Linked DNA regions of Mus musculus: all the other regions are linked to region 1. A link is a contact called in public HiCAR-type and HiChIP or PLAC-seq data. All regions are on one chromosome and are shown on one strand. The core of a region is the stretch at or near the end of the contact, and the rest is flanking DNA. Distances in the headings are between cores, read along the strand shown. Region 1 has its middle 230 kb from the start of Gm29922. Region 2 has its middle 24 kb from the start of Gm26047. Region 3 has its middle 92 kb from the start of Gm29922. Region 4 has its middle 61 kb from the start of Gm29922.

Region 1 (3,494 bases), core at 296-2,795:
TTCAAAACCCGAGTTAACAGAGAGGGTGATGCTATTGTCTGTAGTACGGCCTGAGTGGGTCATTTGCTATAGCAATGACTACAGTGCACAGAGAATGGCAGAGAACCATTCCAAGATGGAGCCTCACAGCCCAATATCCAGTGCCCAGGATAAAATCTGCCACAGTTTTACACCCCAAGGACCAGGGAAACATGACCTTTTTTTTTTTTCTTTAAAAGTCATCAGGTATCAATCAGAGATAATCCAAAAAAAAAAAAAAATGGAATGAGCAGACCTTAAATTAAGAAAAGTTTTAGAACCGTTCTTCAGGCGGTAAAAGTGAATGAACTAGAAATAAATGAATTCATAGTTATCAGAGGGAAAACAAGATTTTTAAGTCAATTTGACTTTTTAAAAATTACTATATCTTTAATCTTTTTTTTTTTTTTTTGCAGTTCATCCCCAGTGTCCAGGCCCCCTCACACCCTTGCCTTCACAGGGCATCCCCAGTGCCTAGTGCCATTCGAGCCCTTCTCCCCAGATCATGCCCACTGAACAGGGGTACGATTCCCCCTCTGATTTGTATCCATCATGCTCTTTCCAATACTGTCCTTCCATCCCTTCTTCCCTGCCTTTTTTTTTTTCTGAGCATTTGTGTTTAGAGGTTATTGTGGATGTATCGATTGGGGCTAGGTATCCAATGCTCACTCTTTTCTGCATTTTGACCACTAATGAATGGATCTCAGTGCTAGTCTTCATTTGTTACAAAAAGAAGCTTCCCCATCTACCTGGCCAATATTAATTAAAGCTTGCTTTAGTTGAATAATTGTAGAACCGGTCTTTCTTCTCGCAAATTTCAGATTGAACAGAACGTATAAAGGCTTTATGGAGACAGGGTATCCTGGCAATTGGAGGTCCAAGGAATGCCAAAAGAAAAGAAAATCATACCATGCAACAGACATCACATAAGAAATTTAATTGGGGGTGGGGGGGGTGGGGGGGGAAGTGAAAGGCCACCTCTGAGTAGGAATATAATATATTCAAGGAACTAATACATAGAGTATATATATATATATATATATATATATATATATATATATATATATATATATATATGGAGAGAGAGAGAGAGAGAGAGAGAGAGAGAGAGAGAGAGAGAGAGAGAGAAGATAAAGACACAAAGAGGGACAGAGTGAGGGACAGACAGACCAGGAAACAGAGAGTGGGCATGATGGTGGGGACCCTTTAAAGGGTACTCTTGTGGAGTTTGGTGGCTGGTGATGTCATAGCGGCTGGCACTGAGGCAGTCTGGGAGAGCACCTGGTCTCTAACAGATGCAGCCAGAAAGTCCAAAGAATTCACCAAGAAAATGCAACCAATGTGTGGTAAGGAAATCAGATCGATTTGAGTCCAAGTTTTCTGGATTTCGATGTCCTGTATTAGCCACCAAAGCCCAAGATAAGTCGTGACTTCCTGGGGAAAGACAGAGGCCAGGGAGTCTGCTGGGAAGAAAGCAACATGTGCTGGATCTCGGAGCTGACTCACCCAGCATCTCCCCACGCCCATCTTCTGCTGCTGGGTCCTGACTTTCCTGTGGCGCCTGATGTATGTTTTTCTCTGAATCACAGTGGGCTGGGATAGCAACACAAGAATTATGACAAAAATGTCCCTATGGGGGAAAAAAGATGTCACTGTGATTTTTAGGAAGCATCTGGGGAGGAGTTACAAAATCTTTGAAAACTTGGGGGTCAATTTTGTTATGGTTAAAATAATTCTCTCTCTCTCTCTCTCAACCTCCCTCCCTCCCTCCCTCCTTCCTTCCCTCCCTCCCCTCTCTAACTTCCTTTCTTCTTTTCCAAGGTAATAAGTAACTTTTCTGATCTAAGGTGGAAACTCAGAGATTAAAAAAAGTCAGATTCCTTGGACTTTTAGGAATATTTGCTTAACTTGGGTAGAGATGTAAAAAGTCTCATATTCCAAGGACTAAGAACTATCCACCCCCACCCACCTCAAAGTGAATCAGAATTTGCAGTTGTATTATTTGTCCTCAAGGCCTAGGAAGTGAGGAATCCAGAGATGAATTAAGGGAATAGATCTTAATGAGAGAACTTTGTGCATGAATACATAGAGTGTAAAGGCTGTCTCTTTTACAGCAGCTGGAAAAAGAAGAGAAGGTGGAGGGGAAGGAAAGAGAGGGAAGAAGAGGAGGGAGGGAGGAAATAGGAATAGAGGGGAAACACTATTCTCACCATTGACTAAATGAGGCCTCATTTTGTAGACCAGACGCTGGAAGGGCAGATCTATGGCCATGGAGAAGGTGGGAATTCAGAAAGTAATACAATATCTGATTGTCTAGTCTCAAATCCTGAACACCGGAATCTTTAGAGGTTCAAGAGCATAGTAATAAAGGCACATGGATTATTTTACATGTCTGACACTTGAAATAGTGGTACTTTTAGTAAAATCTGGCATGGAGAAGGGCTATTGTTATATTTGCAAAGGCCCATACTCTTGTTAATTCTTCTGGGTTCTATTCTGTTCTCTGAGAAGCCACACTCCTGCTGTATGCTACACATGGTTCTCTGCCTTCTCGACTCCCACTATACACAACAGCAATAAGACTGCATCACCGAGCCAAGGCCAGTTGGTGTTTCTCTTCTAGATTTCCACATCTCCTAGTGCTGACCTTGTCAAAGCACGGTCCATTCATACTGTGATGGCGCTCCATCTCTCCTTGTATCTTCCACAGACTGTAAAATCCAGCACCTCGCTCCTCTAACAGCTGGGGTATTGTTCTCTGAACCTTAAGCTTACTGAGGGTGCAGCCAGAGAAAGGGCAAGTGTGTCTGTTGGTACTGAAAGCTTTGCTCCTACCTCTCCTGTTTCTTCTCATTGTTCTAGAAGAATCATTTGCTTCTCTCTGTGGACACTTGGCCTTTCTTCCCCAGAACTGGTCTTCCTTGAGCTCACCATGGTGTTTTGTGTTCTCAGAGCTAGAGGTCACATGGCCCACATTGTAAACTCTCTTCTGTTCCAAGATACCATGAAACTACATAGGATGGTGAGCTGGGTACCAGTCTAGGAGCCTCATGGAATGCTCTCTGAGCTGTGTGAAAAGCAGATGATGCCACCTGGCTATGTAATTCATTGCAAGGATGCAAGGCAGGTACGAAGTACTTGGCATATGACTGCCATCAAACATTAGGTTCTGCCTCTCTGACTCAAGGGTTTTTCCAGCATCAGATTTTAACACTCTAGACTCAGAGTCTCCAAACACTCGCTGTGATTCTCGCTGCACACTTATTCAAATGTTTCATCAATTTTCCTTTTCTTGTTTAATTCCCTTTAAAATATGCATTCTATCAGTCTGTTCATTGTTTTGAGCTGGAGAGTTTATTTGGAATAAGTTTACCTCTGTTCTCAATATTAACGAGCTGAACCTAGACTGGGTTGAGAGTGTCCTCTTTGGTGGATATTGTTCTCTTCAAACATCCACCAAATTCTTAAACTCCATT
Region 2 (3,494 bases), core at 630-3,129, 480 kb after region 1:
TGCTTTTTAACTGCAATTGTTCACACTTTTAAAGTGGGAGACCAGAGGCCACCAAGGAAGATCCTTGTACAATTTAAATTACCAGAGCAAGCAATAAATTCATAATTGTCAGAGACCGAATTCTCTAGAAACTGTCCTCATTGTAACTGCAGAAGGGGTTATGGGAGATAGTAAAGTATCTGGAGAGATGGCTCAGAGGTTAAGAGCACTGCCTGCTATAGCAGAGAACCTGGATCCAATTCTCAGAGTTCACATGGTGATTCACAACTGTCTCTAACTCTAGTCCCAGGGGATTTGATGCCCTCTTCTGACCTCTATGGGTATTACACATACATGGTATACAGACAACACATGTAGGCAAAATACATACAAAGGGGAAAGAAAGAAGAAGGGAGGGAGGGAAGGGAAGGAGGGAGGGAGGGGGGTCAGCGAGAGAGAGAATATGAGTGCATCCCATAGCTATTATGCAAAGTCATGCTAGTTTGTCAGTTTTCCTTGCAAAGTCTAGCTAGACTATCAATTTGGCCTCCTCTAAATCCTCCAGTGCACATGTTATGTCCTTGTTGAGAAAGAGCAGTGGTCACTCCTGTCTGGCTAACAACCAGACTGTGTAGAGAACATGAAGAGCCAGTGACAGAATTCTGATGACAAATGCTTGCCAAAACAAAACAAAGCAGAAAACAAACAACAAGAACAACAAAAACACCAGGATTTTTCGGTGTTGCTAGTCACGTGAAAGAAACAAAAAAAATCTTCCAAGGAAACACAAATTAACCTTGTAAGAATCATGCCTGCACGTGCCTTATAACCCCCAAGCACTGTATTCTATACACATCCTTGTATTGAGAATTAAAGCTTACAGTCAGCATGAAGATGGCTCAGTCTGCCATTAAAGCAGGCATGTCAGAGCCTAGAACAGCACAGCCTTGCAACTTGAGTTTGTACTGTGCGATTCCATTCAGCATGTCTCCCTTTTCATTGCTTTTGTTACATCATTTCTACTTTCCACATCCTTGGGTTGCATTAATCTACTAAGATTCCTAAGACACAGAGATAAAGTGATGAGGAAGATCTACGTCAAACCCAAGAGGCAGAAACTAAATATAGAATGACAGAGTTACTTTGTTGCAATTTTAGTAAGCACGGGCTACAAAAAGAACTTACAAACAAAGAACCAAGCTGTAATGTCCTGGTTTGTTTCCTTGAACTCTGCCCATAAACACTCTACAAACTGTTGCACCCATTTTGAGAGTAAAGGAGACTAAAAACAAAACAAACAAACAAACAAACAAAAACAACAACAAAACACAAAACAAACAAAAAACGCAGCACTTGTAGAAGGAAGAAAGGGGGTGGGGGGGGGAAGGAAGAGGCAAGATGTACCAGTTGTAAAGTGTTGTAGCAGAAAAGGTTGTGGCAATTTCCACACCTGTGGCCTGGGATACAGGGCTTGAAGAATGTGTCACCATGGCATTTCCTTCTTATTTTCCTTTCCCTTGTTTTCTGTACCACGGGAAGGGGAGGGGAGGGAGAAGTGGAGGTCTACGCCCTTTTGCTTGCCAAGAAAAAAATCTTCATCCGCCAATGGGTAACTTGAAAACATCACTCTCTCTCAAACTGGTCTCCTAGTTTGCAAGATGGAAATAAGAACCATGAAAACTGTCTGCATTATATGAAACAGCACTGCATTTACATGTACATGCACACATACGCATACCTGTACACGTACGTGCACACCCATGCTAGGTATTTGCGCAATAAGTTTCTCCTCTTAGTTCTCCCCACTTTCCTTTTCCTTGCAATCTCTTGTTTTCCTTGCCTTCTTTGCCCGCTCTCTAGAGAGCTCTTCGTTTCATAAGAAGATGAATCAGCATTCTAATACCCTTGGCAGGAGGTTGCTGTCAGGGGCGTACCCTGCCCTGTCAGTCTGTGGCTTTAGCTTTAGCTCTAGGGACTTAATTTTTTTTTAACAAAATAACTAGCATGCCCCTTACTCCTGATTTTCCACTTGTTGTTCATGCTTTACCCATTGTAGGAAGGGTGGAGTGCTTCTAAGCCAACGGAAGTGGGGGATCGGATGGGAAGAGGAACATGGGAGGGAGTCATGGTTTTTATTTGCAGCCCTGAGAGCTTGTGAATTGTTTAATGAGAACATACCTTCTCCCCATTCCCCAAGAGTTGAGCAATGAGGCCCTTGCAGCTCTCCTTCAACACAGAAAAGCTTGGGGCAAGCATCCAAAGTGGGACTTGACTGTGGCATGCCAGCATTTTAAAGATCCAAAGTCTACAGAACCGCATGCGTCTCCTGGGACCTCCACATGTGAAACAGATTGTGAGATTGACTCTAGACGTTTTGCTTCCCCCGAAGACCTGAGATGCTTCCTCTAACAATGAGGAAAGTGTGCCCAATCCCTACCCTAGATCTGGGTTTGGGTTACATGCCTGGAGGCTGGAGACAGAGCAAATAAGGCAGTGGCAAGCTTGTCCATGCAGCTCTGAGAGGACCCTCTGTAGATTAGGTTTGTGGATCAAAATGTAGAAAAACTGCAGAGCAAGAAGCAAACCTACCCATGGGAGCAGTGCTTATTATTAAGCAGCCTTGAGTCCTGAGGGGTGAGGGTCACAATAGAGGATCATCACATTCATTGTGTATCTGGTCTTTCCAATGATGTGAGGAGGGAACTGGACTTTCCAGACACAATCAGTGACAGTTCACTTGGATGCATACTCCACACAAAGACACTGGAGCCCAGTGGACAGAAGAGTAGAGCCAGAATCTGCATGTAGCTCTGACACCAGAATCCATTCCTGGCTGGCTGTCATACAATACCCACAAAGAATGAAGAAATGCAGGGGGTCGAGGGGAGAGAATGAATACAATTATTAAAGAAGACAGAAGAACTCAAAATCCACAGCACAGATGAGGAAATGCATTATTCGTACAAATAGCACCTTACTTTTCTTAATTTATAGCCTGGTGAATTAATGGTTCTTGTGTCCTCAAGAAAAGGTTAGAGAATGGGCAGCCTCACCCACTGCAACGGGCAAGGAGCGTGTAATTAGTTTTAGAAGGCCTTCCATGCAAAATGATTAAATCAAGTTTTGGCACATGAAAGGGTAAGCTTTGGTTATTGGAAAATGTACTTAGGTGACACAGCTCATTTCCTGGTGAAGCCAGATTAATGGGACATTACCGACCCTAATTCCTCTACAAGTAAATGACTCACCTCTTCTCCTGCTGGGATGCCTGGAGCTGTGTGTGAGCTTGGCTTCCTTTCATGAAAACCCAAGAACTGGGATGGGGAATTCAGCTGGTGGGGGGAAGTAAACAAGTCAACCCCACTTGGATCTCTGATTCTCCACTAATTGGGTCTTAAACTTGCTGTATCTGAAGAGCCAGACCAGAGCCCTTCCAACTGGTTTCAGAGCTGACTGGGGAGGCCTGCAGTGGTCCCAATGGCCAATATGGACAGGGCCTCGGAAAGAACAAGAGT
Region 3 (3,494 bases), core at 311-2,810, 330 kb after region 1:
CGACCCCATTGATAACTTGTCCACTCTCACACGGAAACAAACGTGTGTGAAGAACAACGATGACTTCAGATCAGTGAAGGCAAGCGCTGAGCACAGGCATAGCAGTCCGAGCGCTGTGCACATAGCAATACACAGAAAGCAGCAGAGAAAACACAGAGCAGTGAGCTCCTCTGTGGGTTCCCAGGAAGAAGAACGATGGTGACAGGGGGTTCTCATAAGTTATTACTCCTCACACTGCTTCGCCTTCCCGTTTGCCACACCCTCACTAACACACCAAGTCCTTCCAAGTAACACTAGGTCAACCCTAAAGACTCATGCTTTCTGCCATTGGCTTTCATGTTTTGTATACTTGACAGTGGAAATATAGAATTCTTTTTAAATTAAAAATGATGGAGAAGAGATAAGGAAAAATCCTTGGTACGAAAATTTAGGGAACCTTTGAACAAAGCCATTTACTGGCACTGTCTCTCCTCCAAAGTGCTCAGTTGTGGAGTTTATCTAAGTCACGCGATATAGTCCTCAGTGAAGAAGAAAACAGCCAGTGATTATCTTTCACACAGTTTTCATTAATTAAAGATTCAAATATAAAAATAGATATATATGTGCTCGTCAATATGCTTGGATGCTGACTTGTACAGGAATAAAGGAAGGACTGTTTCGTGATGCTTACAGTTGAATACAGACCTGAATGTCCCAGTAAGGTGGACATTTATGAAGGAGGCTTCTCCTGTCATAAAAATCCTGTGATGGAAGCCAGAAGATCCACTAGAACTAAAGTAACAAAGGATTGTGAGCTGCCATGTGGGTGCTGGTAACCCTGGTCCTCTAGAGGAGCACCAGTAATATTGAAGCATCCCTCCACCACCTTTTACATTTTTAATTATGTGTATGGCATAGAGTGGGGGTGGGCACATGACTGCACATAAATGCAGGTTCCTACAGAGTCTAGAAGAGGGTGTCAGATCCCCTGCAGCTAGAGTTACAGATGGTTGCGAGCCACCTAATAAAGTGGCAGGAACTGAACGCAAGTCCACAGCGGGAGTAGTATGAGCTCTTAACTGCTGAGCCATCTCTCTAGGCTAGATGGCTCCTGGTTTCAGGAAAGGGTTTTAAGGGCAACCATGTTAACCACAAACCACAATTACACAGTCCAACATTCTTCCATCAGTGTCTTGGCAAGAAATAGAAGATTCTATGTGTTGACTGAAGGAAACTGAATGAAGAGGTTATTTAGATAGAGTCTATCCTAAAGGGTGAAAGAGCATTGAAATCTCAGACGGAGGAGACAGAAGGGTAACCCAGAAAAACAGGAAATAGTTCACTGGTCCAATAGTGTGGCTCCCAGGTCAGGATTAGGAAGCAGAAAATCCATCCAAATGATAAGTCCATCCCCAGTAAAAGACTAGCGGTGCCCAGCAGAGAGGAGGTGCATTTGGCGTGCCCCATGTCTCAGAGGTCTGTGGCTGAGAGGAGGAACTCAGTGGTTAAGTCAGAGCTACCCAGAGAACAAGGAACAATCACAAATCAGAGAACCCAGTGTCACATTGCCACAGCCAGCTGCTGGGAGTTAGCTTCATGACACAGCTGTGGGTCAGAGCGGGGCTAGTCACAAACATACTTAGGAGCTCAGGCTATAAGGGAGCTTTTATGGAGGGTTTCTTAGTTAGTGGCCTTGGAAAGAGAGACTGAGAGCCTCTAGCTAGAGGTCAGCCAGAAAGCCATGAGTCTTCCACCCATGGCTGAGAGAGACCTCCAAAGCTCTGGCCCACAGGCCATTCCCTAGTCCATCTTCTCCTGAAGGCTGTTCAGTACCAGAGAGGATCAGAAAGACCTGCCGATCATGGGTCTCAGTGTCCCTCCTGCCTCTCTCACATTTCAACACACGGAAGATACCTTCTGGTTTAGGCATCAACTTAGTCACCTCCAGAGTTACAAAACTGGGTGTCTGAGAAGTGAGAGCCTGCCTGGCTCACACACTACAAAGCTGTATGCAGTCAGAAGGAAACTGAATGATTCGTGAAGAAGGAATGCCCACAGAGAGACTACAGCACTGCTGAGCAACTGACCCTCCACCACTCGAGGCTCAGCTCCGGTTGAGTAGAATGAAACAAAACTACCTTCAGTTGATCACCCTCCGACATGGCAGCTTCAATATTAGAGGACTCAGAAGGAAACAGCTCTAATCATTTGCTCTTGCCTTTGGGAGATTCAGTCGTGGGATCCAGTCATTGGGGATTTTTCTTACATTTTCGTCTTATCTACCATTTCTCCCACTCTTCCTCAGACACGAAGGTGACGCCTGACTGAGATTGAGGGCATAAAGCCGTGAAATGCCTTCTCAATGGAAAGAGGAAGCACACAATCTTATTCCTTACCCAAAGGTTTATTCTCTGTAAACTTTTGTGTTTGCACCAGAAAAGTAAGACACTGGGGTTTGTTCCCAACAACCAAAGCATCCATGACTCGAGAGAATTTTGGGGAATGGGAATAAACAAACAATGGAGCTTTGGAATGAAGGCTAGGAACTGAATCTCTGGCACAATCATTGTGAAGCTCCAAATTCTTGTAGCATCCTCTGTGGGTTGGACACTGCTACCCTTATCCTGAGCATCTGAGTACATGGGTTACAGGACACTGTGTCTGTATCCCAGGAGCTGAGGATGTTGGGCTTGCTTGACATTTTTTAGTGAAAAGACTTATCTGAGCATTGTGCTAAGAATTTGGGGTGTCACGCTTTCTAATCAAAATAGTCTAACTACACATAATACAGAGATGGAAAGAAAACAAGACTAATATAGAAGAGTCCCCATTTGTCCCCAAATGGTGCCCCTGTAATTATAATTAAGGCCACTTTGGAAATGAAACGCTATGCTAACACTCTCCATATGATTCCAAACTGTGCCCTTAATCTTCTACTCAAAGGAAAAGATCACACAGCTACGTATCAAAAAATGTCTGCTCAGTAGCCAAGGGTTCAGATTGGCATCAATTCCAAGGTTGATTAGAATGTCAGAGTTAATGATTTTTCTACTTGAAAACTTCACATTTCTAATTATCCTAAGTACTATGTAAACAGTGTTGAAAAGAACCTAGCTAACTTCAGCTTTTCCCCAAAATTTCCTCAAATCGCTCTCTATGATACCCCTTTCTGCAACGACTTCGTGTATGTGATAGCCGAACGCACGACGGGCGCCTGCACCCTCTCGATTGAATCTCTAAACCAGCCAGTCTGTCATTAGTGCAGTGACCAGGCCATCAGGATTGCTTAATCAAAGAGTGCCACAGTTCACCCCCTGGTATGGGCTGTTGTCCATTTAATAACAACCGGAAAGCATGCATAAATATGCCAGGAAGTTAGGAAACAACACACATATTGTGGGAAAGACGCAAAAGACACAAAGTGCTTAAAATTCAAGGAGGCAAAACCAGACAGAAGGAGGAAAAAATGGAAAGGGGGGGGATGGGGGTGAGCCAGGAGAGACAGACAGGAGGGG
Region 4 (3,494 bases), core at 646-3,145, 300 kb after region 1:
GCTTTTCATCCCTGCTTTGCAGACAGGTACCCAAGCTAGAACAGTGAAGTCTATCCCTGGCTATGCTGGAGAAGCATTGCCAGGTCCAAGTCCAAGACCACTCACACCAGTTTCTAGGGTGAGGCTTTGCCATCAGTCCCATGGTTACACCTGGTAAACAGTAAACCAACTCCTGGTAGGTAGGTTCTAGTTTCCAGTGCTACCAAGGTAACATGTGAGACTCCACTCGAGATCCAGTCCTGGAGGCTGGAGTCAGCCATAAATGGTTCAGAGCTCTGTGTGACGCTACTTGCTTTTGATCTTAAACCAAAGGCTTCTTTGTAGCCTCAGTGGTTCATTAACTCTTTAGTTCCTGTTCAGAACATAGCAGTCTCCTCCCTGCAAAGCAGTATCCTGTTTAACTGGGGCAGAACAAGGGTCGGGGGTGGCAGCTTTATAGACTGCTTCTCTGACTGTTGACACGGTCGCCTGACAGATGGCCTGCCGGGCTGTACTTCTGGGGCCATGTCCTCCGATCACCAAAGGAGCCATGTGTTTTGGCTTCTTCACTGCAAGTAGATTTGTGTCAGTCCATGAATCACAGAGAGCCATGCTACAGAGAGCCCTGAGGATCGCCTGGCCCACCACCATCACCGTCACCACTTCCAGAACACTTCTCTGAGGGGAAAATGGAAGCTTATTTGATAATTAAGTATTAATAATCATAAAATAAAGCAAAGAAAAATATCTCAATACAAGAAGTTGTTATAAAAATAAATGTTTAGTTTGCACGAACTTTACACCAAGACTTCACATATTTTGTCTTGCTCAACCTTGCGGACCACCTATGTGGTGCAAATCAGAGAGTGTTAGACTTACTTGAATAAACCCCCTAGAACAGAGCTACCCACAGATTGGGTGGCCACTCCTGGTAGCCCTCTTTTATAGAGATTGATGAGAGAAGGCAAATTTAGCCTTGAACTCATTTGTCGTCAATAGCTAAGGATGACATTGATATGACTGCATCCCAAATATGGGCATTACAGGCAGGTGACATGATACAGGCAGGTGACATGATACAGGCAGGTGACATGATACAGAGCTCCTGGAAACCTTCTTACTGCCAGTGGCAATCTCATGAAATTACACTTCTTGTAGGCCAGGGTATGTATATATGTATGTATGTAGGTATGTAGGTAGGTAGGTAGGTAGGTAGGTAGGTAGGTAGGTAGGTATGTGTGTATTTAGAGATAGAATCTCACTGTATATACATGGCTGGCCTCAAATTCACAGCAATCCTCCTGCCTCTGCCACCACACCTTGCCATCAAACATTCCTGTAAAAGTTGTGCAGTCTTCATATGTTGTATCAAGTAGATTTCTTGCTTACCAAATTGCTCCACAACTCAAGGGCTTAACAACAAAGACTTCTCCTTAACAGGTCAGCAGGCATCTACTGAAGCAGGTTAAGCATCAACTCTTGGGTCATTTAGAGGTTTGTCTATGATGCCCTGGGCCAAGCCAGTAAATGTCTGAACCTTCTCTCCATGTGGTCTCTCTCATTCAAAAGGTTATCATGAGCTGTTCACACTGAGGGTTTCAGGAAGGAAGGCAAAATCTCTCAAGGTCTGGGCTTGGGACTCATTAAATCATGTCTACTTCTTACCTTTCATAAAACAAAGTCACAAGACCAATCTAGATGAGAGGGGAAGAGACACTGAGGCCATGTCACAGCAGAGGAAAACTTGTGGCCAATCTGGTAATATATTGCACTACAACACAGATTGGTGGCTAATTCTTCTAGGGAACATGGCTCTTGATTCCATGAGAAAGTAGCATGACATATTTGCCTCTGGGAGGTCCTAGCCAAAGTAACAGCTGTCTTGGTACAAAAGGAGAAACTGAAACCCAGAACAGAAGATGGGATTGCTATCCTCAGCTGGCTAGCACATTAGCTATTTCTTTTCTGTTACAGAGAGGTCTACAAGGGACTGGAAACAAGAGTCTGTGAATGTTCCAGTTGGCATTAGGAAGGGAATAGAATGTAAACTCGTCCCTTTGTGCGTCAAGGTTGGAATGTGGGAAGGACCAGGATAAAGTCTATTTCTAATGAGCAATCTTCAAATCCAGACAAGGAAATAGAAGCTTGGAGAGACGAGCATCAGTGTCCAAGAAGACGGAAAACACTAAGGCATATGTTCCAAACTATGATAACAAGGCCAGCTAAGATCAGCCCTGTTTGGCTTTGCATCCTAACAGCTTCTAGCATTTTGCCATGAGAGCCAAACAGGGCTTCCAAATGTTCTGAGCAGTTACTTTGAGCCAAGCATCTCTCTAATACCTTTTACATCTCAGCATTAAGATTGCCACACTGGATGGCAAGCATCCTTCTCCTCATGGCTGATGACAAACATGAAACTCAGAAGGGCAAACAGAAATGTTCAAGATTACACCCTAAATTGAGAGCAGGGGACCCATTTTGAATCCAGGCTCTCACCACACCAGCTTTCCCTCTCCGTGTTACCATCATGGCTGCCTTTATCTTGTCCTGTGGGTACCAGGCACCTGGGTATTTCTATTTCCCAAAGACTCTTCCTTATTCCTTCATTCTCACACTCCCTGAACCTGGATGCTACCAACCACCATTTTCTTGATAATGAAAAAACGCTTCTCTACCCATCCACAGGCCTATTATGTCGTCTTCACTATCTGTAGAGGACCAACTCACATGCCACCTGGTCCATGGTCCTGAGGCACAAGGTTCCTTTTCTTCTCCGCCGCCGAATGGTATTGTTCTGTTTCTTCTCTGTTGGTAAGTGCCTCTGTATTTCACATTGTATGCTTCCCTGCTCCAACCCCGGATACCATCACTGGTCATTGACTTGATTGTATCTATGCCTAGACAGTCTAGTGGTCATAAGACTCCAATGTCCAGAGCTCTGCCTCATCATTGACATTGGCTGAAGAGACATCAGCAAAAAGCAAAATGAGGGGGGATGCTACATACTTCCTATGCCCAGATGCTCTTTATCGATCTGCTAGCCCATGTGTGAAGACCGCCTGGAGGAAGGCCTCTCTGTGTCTCAGATCTCAGGGACATCTCTCTAAAGCACTGCTGTGATTTTGGTCCGCCTCATCCAGTTGGCTCTGATGTCTAACAGGCATTGCAATTGCTTTGGTGAAATCAGTAGTTTGTCAGGCTTGGTTACGGCTATTCTTGGAAAAGATCGGGGTGCGGGGAGTGTGCAGAAACTGGTGTGGTAATAATTTAAGTTTTATCCAAATAAGATGTTTCATGAAATGTGCAGGACTGCTTGAAGTGACACATTTCTGGCATCTGATTGTCCCTGGAAGAGATAAAAGGCAGACGAGAAAAGAGCATACTGTAGGAGCTCTCGCCACCTCGGAACCAAGCCACTTTTGTTTCCAATTTCCAGAGAAAGGGGGTGGGGAAAGAGATTCTCTAAAGGTAAATGAGTGAAATGGCCATTTCTCCCTCCCTCCCCCCCCCCCCCG

The links. HiCAR-type assays count read pairs that join an accessible place to other places. HiChIP or PLAC-seq counts read pairs in DNA pulled down with a chosen protein or histone mark.
Region 2: a contact with region 1 is called in a HiCAR-type map of fibro-adipogenic progenitors, with 4 times the contacts expected there. The contact joins two enhancer-like sites. A contact is called at or near these places in 2 of 115 datasets of contacts at active chromatin or transcription factors (embryonic stem cells and fibro-adipogenic progenitors) and 1 of 9 other capture datasets (embryonic stem cells).
Region 3: a contact with region 1 is called in a FOXA1 HiChIP or PLAC-seq map of pancreatic cancer cells. The contact joins two enhancer-like sites. A contact is called at or near these places in 1 of 15 datasets of contacts at CTCF or cohesin (the NIH/3T3 cell line), 1 of 484 Hi-C or Micro-C datasets (cortical neurons), 4 of 115 datasets of contacts at active chromatin or transcription factors (a colorectal cancer cell line, embryonic fibroblasts, embryonic stem cells and 1 more) and 1 of 9 other capture datasets (embryonic stem cells).
Region 4: a HiCAR-type map of fibro-adipogenic progenitors shows a contact between it and region 1, with 4 times the contacts expected there. The contact joins two enhancer-like sites. A contact is called at or near these places in 3 of 115 datasets of contacts at active chromatin or transcription factors (embryonic stem cells, fibro-adipogenic progenitors and large pre-B cells) and 1 of 9 other capture datasets (embryonic stem cells).

The regions. Positions count from the first base shown.
Region 1 is chr4:105,609,621-105,613,114 of GRCm38.p6, forward strand. No RefSeq gene overlaps it. Among named protein-coding and RNA genes, the nearest start is that of Gm29922, 230 kb to the right of the region's middle. Within about 2 kb of position 1,546, at least 31 of the 459 cell types and tissues checked have an H3K27ac peak or open chromatin away from gene starts, as enhancers often do. A contact at or near this core is called in the NIH/3T3 cell line, fibro-adipogenic progenitors and pancreatic cancer cells, where this site is marked.
Region 2 is chr4:106,093,157-106,096,650 of GRCm38.p6, forward strand. No RefSeq gene overlaps it. Among named protein-coding and RNA genes, the nearest start is that of Gm26047, 24 kb to the right of the region's middle. Within about 2 kb of position 1,880, at least 39 of the 459 cell types and tissues checked have an H3K27ac peak or open chromatin away from gene starts, as enhancers often do. A contact at or near this core is called in fibro-adipogenic progenitors, where this site is marked.
Region 3 is chr4:105,935,816-105,939,309 of GRCm38.p6, forward strand. No RefSeq gene overlaps it. Among named protein-coding and RNA genes, the nearest start is that of Gm29922, 92 kb to the left of the region's middle. Within about 2 kb of position 1,561, at least 50 of the 459 cell types and tissues checked have an H3K27ac peak or open chromatin away from gene starts, as enhancers often do. A contact at or near this core is called in the NIH/3T3 cell line and pancreatic cancer cells, where this site is marked.
Region 4 is chr4:105,904,641-105,908,134 of GRCm38.p6, forward strand. No RefSeq gene overlaps it. Among named protein-coding and RNA genes, the nearest start is that of Gm29922, 61 kb to the left of the region's middle. Within about 2 kb of position 1,896, at least 14 of the 459 cell types and tissues checked have an H3K27ac peak or open chromatin away from gene starts, as enhancers often do. A contact at or near this core is called in fibro-adipogenic progenitors, where this site is marked.